Linked DNA regions of Podarcis muralis: region 1 is linked to region 2. The links are chromatin contacts, called in public Hi-C maps. All regions are on one chromosome and are shown on one strand. Each heading gives the region's core, a stretch centred on a gene start, on an enhancer-like site or on the middle of the called end of the contact. The rest is flanking DNA. Distances are from core to core; before and after follow the strand shown. Region 1 holds the start of HS1BP3 (HCLS1 binding protein 3). Region 2 holds the start of TDRD15 (tudor domain containing 15).

Region 1 (3,479 bases), core at 729-3,228, 370 kb before region 2:
TTCCATGGTTCATTTTGCATAGCAGAAATCCCTGCATGTTTTATATAAACTTCAGTATTCCATTGTTTCTGAAAGGGGCAGTTTCAGTGATATATGGTATGATATTAGACAACTTTGAGGGCAACACAAAAGTTATTTGAATGAGATGGGAAACTGACATAGAAATTTCAGGAAGTGAGGAAGCATGGGAACCTATATGGCGTAATCCATTTTTAAAGACAATTTTGGCTCACCTTCCAGAAATTTCCCTTAAAATTATCTTTTGGTGGCATTGGGCCCCCACATGCCTTGCAAAGATAAAATTCTTCAAGCTCACCATTATGTTGGAAGGGCTGTAGAGATCAAGGGTCCTATATTCATGTTTGGTGGGGGTGTACCATGGTCCATGTCTGACCTCCAGCAATCAATCCCTCTTAATTTGGCACTTGCCTTATTATCACTAGATTTGACCCCAAATTCTACCTTTAAATCTAAGGAATTAATTTCCTTCCTGTTCAACCAGTAGACTAGTTATTGTCAATGATGAAAGGAAACCTCTAATATACCAACAGAGGCTTGGGTTAATAACATTGCTCTATCAGAACACCTCATGGGATGCGGGTGGCGCTGTGGGTAAAACCTCAGCGCCTAGGACTTGCCGATCGCTTGGTCGGTGGTTCGAATCCCCGCGGTGGGGTGTGCTCCCGTCGTTCGGTCCCAGCGCCTGCCCACCTAGCAGTTCGAAAGCACCCCCGGGTGCAAGTAGATAAATAGGTACCGCTTTATACCGGGAAGGTAAACGGCGTTTCCGTGTGCTGCGCTGGCTCGCCAGATGCAGCTTGTCACGCTGGCCACGTGACCCGGAAGTGTCTCCGGACAGCGCTGGCCCCCGGCCTCTTGAGTGAGATGAGCGCACAACCCCAGAGTCTGTCAAGACTGGCCTGTACGGGCAGGGGTACCTTTACCTTTTTATCAGAACACCTCACATACCATCAATGACTAATCAACCAGATTGGTAGTTGGGTTCCTATTGAGGGTATTTGGGGAGCCAACATAACAGTGATGTGGGACTGAGGATTGGAACGGTCATTCTGAGATATTATGGCAGTGGACAAAGCTGTATTGTAACATTTGAATAAACTGGGGAAATAAATAATTAAATGAGAGGGAGAACCATAGTGGGGGGGGGTACTGATTTTGTTTTGTTACTATGTAATGTTTTTTTGTGCTTTTCTATTGCAAACTGCCCTGTGATCCCTGAATGAAGGGCGGTATAAAATAACAATAAAATGCACGCCCCCTCCAGCTCCTTGGAGAAAAAGGCGGGGTGGTACCAATGCACCGAACAATAAATTAACCCCCCACCCACCCAAGGCTAAGATGGAGGGAGCTGGCTGCCAGTTCCACGCGCTCTGGACTTGCTTGTAACCGAAGCAGGCGGACGGGTGCGCAAAGATCCCCGTGCGCCCTGACGCACCAGCTACCCTTTGGGAAGAGGGGAGCCGCGGGGGAGAAGGAAGGAAGCGGCGCTACTGGAGAGGCAGGAGGCGCAGGCAGCGAGGCTCGTCCTGCTCGGCAGGAGGCGGAAAGGCAGCCCATGCCAGCTGCTGCGCCGGGCCCAAGGCGCACATCTGGATCCCGAGGCCAGGAAGGCTCCCCTGAACTCTCCGAACCCCGCGTCCTCCTCGCTTTGGGAAGCGGCAAGAGGCAGGCAGGCATAGCAAAGCGAGGCCCCCGCACTGCAAGCCGCCTTACCTGGTGGTGACCAGCACGGCAGGCCCCGAGCTGGGCTGCATGGCGTCGCCAAAGCTCCACCGGCGCAGCGCAGACTTTGCTGGGAGTTGCGCGCAGCGAAAGTGCCGCTGCTGTTGCAAGGCTGGCGAACAGGAGGAGGAGGAGATCGGAGTGTCACGAGTTTCCCTTCCCAAGAGCTGGGCTTACGCTGCCTCTGGCGGCCCCATCCTGGTTCTTCCGGGAAACCCCCGCCCTGCTGGGATCGAGGCGCTTCAATTAAAAGTTTGGCCCTTTGAAAAATAAATCCGCACCGTAGTCGGCAGGATTCGAACCTGCGCGGGGAGACCCCAATGGATTTCTAGTCCATCGCCTTAACCACTCGGCCACGACTACTCCTAGTGGTGAAGGATTTCTGAACAAGTCTTTTTAAATTCTCCTTTCCCCCACCTCCTCCTCCTCAAGGATTTTTATACAGTTGTTAACAGTATAGAATGGTAGAGTTGGAAGGGAACCTAAATTGGAGGGTAATCAAGTCCAATCCCCCAGTATCGCGATTCGTATACTGTATTGCAGAAGGAAATGAAAGTTAACCCCCTTGTCCCAATAAAACGTTTAAATCTGCGTTGGAATAAACCAAAACGCCTCCACGGAGAGCAATTTGCCCGGAGCTGTTTACTATTATGCCACGGCGAGCTTGCTTTACGTTGTGATTCTGGGGTAAGGTTCACCAAACCCTTTGCAATATCGTAGTTGTGCCTCTTCCTTGAAAGCCATGGTATCATGGGCGGAGGCAGTTGCCCGCCCCCCTGTCAAGTAAAACATTAGAAATACTTAACTAACTGACCAATCATGTCGGTTCTGCCCCGCCCCCGCCCCCACAACAAAAACCCTGGCTACGCCCACGCGTGGTTTTTCATTCTTTCATTTCTTAGTATTGCTGCTGATCTGGAAGCGTTGCGTTTGGATAAAGCAAGCCACTTTATCCTGATGAGTGTATTATTTGGGGTTAGTCCAGGATCCGGAGGAAGTGGCTTGTTTGCGGACGGCATGGTGGAGCAAGAGAATTCAGAGAGGTCAGCCTCAAAACGCCTTGCCTCTGGTTTGGGAACATTATGCGATTAACACTGTGATTGCATGCCTAAATTCCACCGAAGTCAATGGGGCTTCCTTCCACTGACTAAGCAATCATGATCTGGCTTCAGGATTGCCAGTGGAGGCAGCTGAGAGAGAGAGAGAGAGAGAGAGAGAGAGAGAGAGAGAGAGAGAGAGAGAGAGAGACGCTGCTTTGAGCATCTCCTTTGTGCACTGCCTAGGTATAATGTAGTAAAATAAATGCATTGATATTCCGGCTCCCTCTGGATAACGACAGCATATTTTCTGGAATAATACACATTGAAACAGAATGCTTGGCAAGGTTTCATTTCATAGTGTAGCACACCAGTGCCCCCTAAACTAGGGATGGGAACTGTGTGGGCCTCTAGGTGTTCATGGAACCAGAAAGTCGGAAGGGACATCGAGGATTATCTAGATATCCCCCTGCAATGCAGAAATCTCAACCAAAGCATCCATCAGGATTCCATCCTCTCCCCCATGATTTTTAACATTTATATGAAGCCGCTGGGAGAGATCATCAGGGGGTTTGGGCTGGGTGGTCATCAGTATGCGGATGATACCCAGCTCTACCTCTCCTTTAAATCAGAACCAGTGAAGGCAGTGAAGGTGAGTGCTGGAGGCAGTGGGAGGATGGATGGTGGCTAACAGATTGA
Region 2 (3,414 bases), core at 595-3,094:
AAAAAGAAGCAAACAGCAAGGCTTTCCAGGGAACAAGCACAATTCTAAAGCCTGGCTGGCTAGGTGTGGCCATCAGCTCAGAGTACAGTGGTACCTCGCAAGACGAACGCCTCGCAAGACAGAAAACCCGCTAGACGAAAGGGTTTTCCGTTTTGGAGGCGCTTCGCAAAACGAATTTCCGTATGGGCTTGCTTCGCAAGACGACAGCCCATAGGGAAATCTCCGGGACAGCGGGGAAGCGCAGCGCGTCTTCCCCGCTGTCCTTGGACCTCCTCCGAAGCCTGGTGGCGGGGCGGGGACACCTCCTCCCGCCGCCGCCGGGCTTCGGAACGATGCCACGATGCCGGGCGGGGGGGGGGGGGGAACGCCTCCGCCGCCGCCCGCCATCGGGACGATGCCCCGATGCCGGGCGGCGGGGCGGGAACGCCTCCTCCGCCGCCCGCCATCGGGACGATGCCCCGATCCCGGGCGGGGGGGGAACGCCTCCGCCACCGCGCGCCATCGGGACGATGCCCCGATCCCGGGCGGCGGGGCAGGGACGCCTCCCCCCGCCGCCCGCCATCGGGACGATGCCCTGATCCCGGGCGGCGGGGCGGGAACGCCTCCCCCCGCCGCCCGCCATCGGGACGATGCCCCGATCCCGGGCGGCGGGGGGGGAACGCCTCCGCGCGCCATTGGGACGATGCCCTGATCCCGGGCGGCGGGGGGGGGGACGCCTCCGCCGCCGTGCGCCATCGGGACGATGCCCCGATCCCGGGCGGCGGGGCGGGAATGCCTCCCCCCGCCGCCCGCCATCGGGACGATGCCCCGATCCCGGGCGGCGGGGGGCGGGAACGCCTCCCCCCCCCGCCCGCCATCGGGACGATGCCCCGATCCCGGGCGGCGGGGGGCGGGAACGCCTCCCCCCCCCGCCCGGCATCGGGACGATGCCCCGATCCCGGGCGGCGGGGGGGGGGGACGCCTCCGCCGCAGCCCGGCATCGGGACAATGCCCCGATGCCGGGAGGCGGGGCGGGAAGCCTGGGCGCGCTGATCTCAGCACGCGCAGGCTTCGGCATGCTGGCACCTGTCCGCAAGCAGCGGCAGCGCTGCCGCTGCTTGCGGAGAGGTCCGCGAAGCCTGGGCCGGACAGCTTTTGAAGGCAGGCGGGGGGGAGCAAAGACTTTCGCCCCCCGCCAGCCTTCAGAAGAGGTCCAGGACCTCTTCTGAAGGCTGGCGGGGGCGAAAGTCTTTGTCCCCCCTGCCTGCCTTCCCAGGGGCTTTTAAATCGCCCCGGACAGCGGAGACGTCCTCCGCTGTCCCGGGGTTTTTTAAAATGCTGGGGGTGGGAAGAAAAGCCCTTGTCCCCCCCCCAGCCTTCAGAAGAGGTCGGGGGACAGACTGTCCCCGGACCTGGTCTGAAGTCGGTTTCCCTAGGAACGCATTAATTGATTTTCAATGCATTCCTATGGGAAACCGTGCATCGCAAGACGAAAAACTCGCAAGACGAAGAGACTTGCGGAACGAATTAATTTCGTCTTGCGAGGCACCACTGTATGCTCAAAACCAATATGATTTTGATACAGGCTAACACTGTGCTACCATATGGGGCTGTACTTGAAGCAGTACATGCCTCCTCCCCAGTGCTTTTTTCTAGGCGTACATGGGGGTACGCATACCCCTAAACATTTTGTCGATCTTAGTTTGGCCTCATTGAGGGGTAGTATTTCAATATGAATAGGGAAATGAGAGTACATACTCCTAAACATTTTTTTAAAGGAAAAAAGCACTGCTCCTCCCTATCTGCTATAGTGGTTGTGCTGGAAAGGCTTCAAAACGTGGTATGGAGTGTAGTAGGGCTGAATTTCAGGCAGTACAATCAGTTTCACGGTTTTCCAGTTTAGAGATACATGGGAAGGAACTCTTTACCATAGCTATACTTTTCAGTTGGATGGTATGGTAGGCCGCCTGTATTTTCATTGGGGAAATGTTGGAAGGTATAGTAAGGTAAAGGTAAAGGTACCCCTGCCCGTACGGGCCAGTCTTGCCAGACTCTGGGGTTGTGCGCCCATCTCACTCAAGAGGCCGGGGGCCAGCGCTGTCCGGAGACACTTCTGGGTCACGTGGTCAGTGTGACAAAGCTGCATCTGGCGAGCCAGAGCCGCACACGGAAACGCCGTTTACCTTCCCGCTAGTAAGCGGTCCCTATTTATCTACTTGCACCTGGGGGTGCTTTCGAACTGCTAGGTTGGCAGGCGCTGAGACCGAGCAGTGGGAGCGCACCCCGCCGTGGGGATTCGAACCGCCAACCATGCGATCGGCAAGCCCTAGGCGCTGAGGCTTTTACCCACAGCGCCACCCGTGTCCCTTGGAAGGTATAGTAGGACGTCCCTATTTTCATTGGGGAAATGTTGGAGGGTATGATAGGAGGTCCCTATTTTCAATGGGGAAATGTTGGAGGGTATGATAGGAGGTCCCTATTTTCAATGGGGAAATGTTGGAGGCTACAGTAGGACGTCCCAATTTTCACTGGAAAAATGTTGGAGGGTATGATAGGACGTCCATTTTTTCATCGGAGAAACGTTGGAAGATAGGACGCTACCCGACCTCCGAGCCGTCTGAAGGCAACCCTACATAGGGAAGTGCTTTAAAAAAAATGTTTCATGTTTTATTATGTTTCAATATATGTCGGGAGCCGCCCAGACTGACCCCCCCAGTCAGACGAGTGGGAATATAAATCGTAAAGAAAAAAGCACCCCATGACGGAAGGGGACGTCCCTATTTCCACCGGAGAAAACGTGGCGACGGCTTGCTTGGAAACGCTCCCACTTCAGCACCAGGTGAAAACGCTGAAGCCGCCCACGCCACCCCAAAGGTGCCAACCCTGGGGGCGCCCACCTTAACCCCCCCCCCCAAGCCAACCGTTCCGGAAAGAGCAGAGCCAACGGTTCCCTCGGGCCTAACCTCCCCTTCCTTTGCCGTTGACGCGCCTCTTAACCTTCCTTCGGAGTCAAGGCGGCGGCGGCGGCGCTTGGTCCCTCAGGCCCGCTTCCTCCCGCGCCGTTTAACGACTCGCCGCCTCGCGCCCGGCTGCCTCCTCGCGAGGCGCACGCGGCCCTTGGGCGGCCCGGCGCGCTTTTCCCCTCAGGCCTCCTCGCGGGGGCCCTTCTTCCTTCTCAGTGTAAGGCGCTTCTGGTTTCTTCTCCCCGAGGGCCGCGTTTCCCCCCTCGAAAAACGCCGCCGAGCCGTTTCCTCCTCCTCCCTCAGGACCGCTTTCCCCTGGGCTGTTGCTGCCCTCGCCTTCCCAGCCCGGCGGCTGTAGTTGGAAAGGCCGCCGCTTCTTCGTGCCTCTCCTCAGAGGGGGGAGCCCACCCCCCTCCTCGGATTCGGTCCCAGGTAAACGGGATTGTGGGGTTGCACCCCGAAACCTGGGGAG

The links. Hi-C and Micro-C count contacts between places; a contact is called where the count stands out from the background.
Region 1: a contact with region 2 is called in a Hi-C map of tail, with 6 times the contacts expected there. The contact joins the promoter of HS1BP3 here to the promoter of TDRD15 in region 2. A contact is called at or near these places in 2 of 3 Hi-C or Micro-C datasets (blood and tail).

What each region holds. Positions count from the first base shown.
Region 1 is chr3:102,062,865-102,066,343 of rPodMur119.hap1.1, reverse strand. It overlaps HS1BP3 (HCLS1 binding protein 3), which reads right to left and starts at 1,978. Exons shown (of 8, transcript XR_003705764.2): 1 at 1,735-1,978. TRNAS-AGA (transfer RNA serine (anticodon AGA)) reads right to left here and starts at 2,106; the gene lies at 2,025-2,106.
Region 2 is chr3:101,696,386-101,699,799 of rPodMur119.hap1.1, reverse strand. TDRD15 (tudor domain containing 15) reads left to right here and starts at 1,844. Exons shown (of 5, transcript XM_077926405.1): 1 at 1,844-1,975; 2 at 2,354-2,818.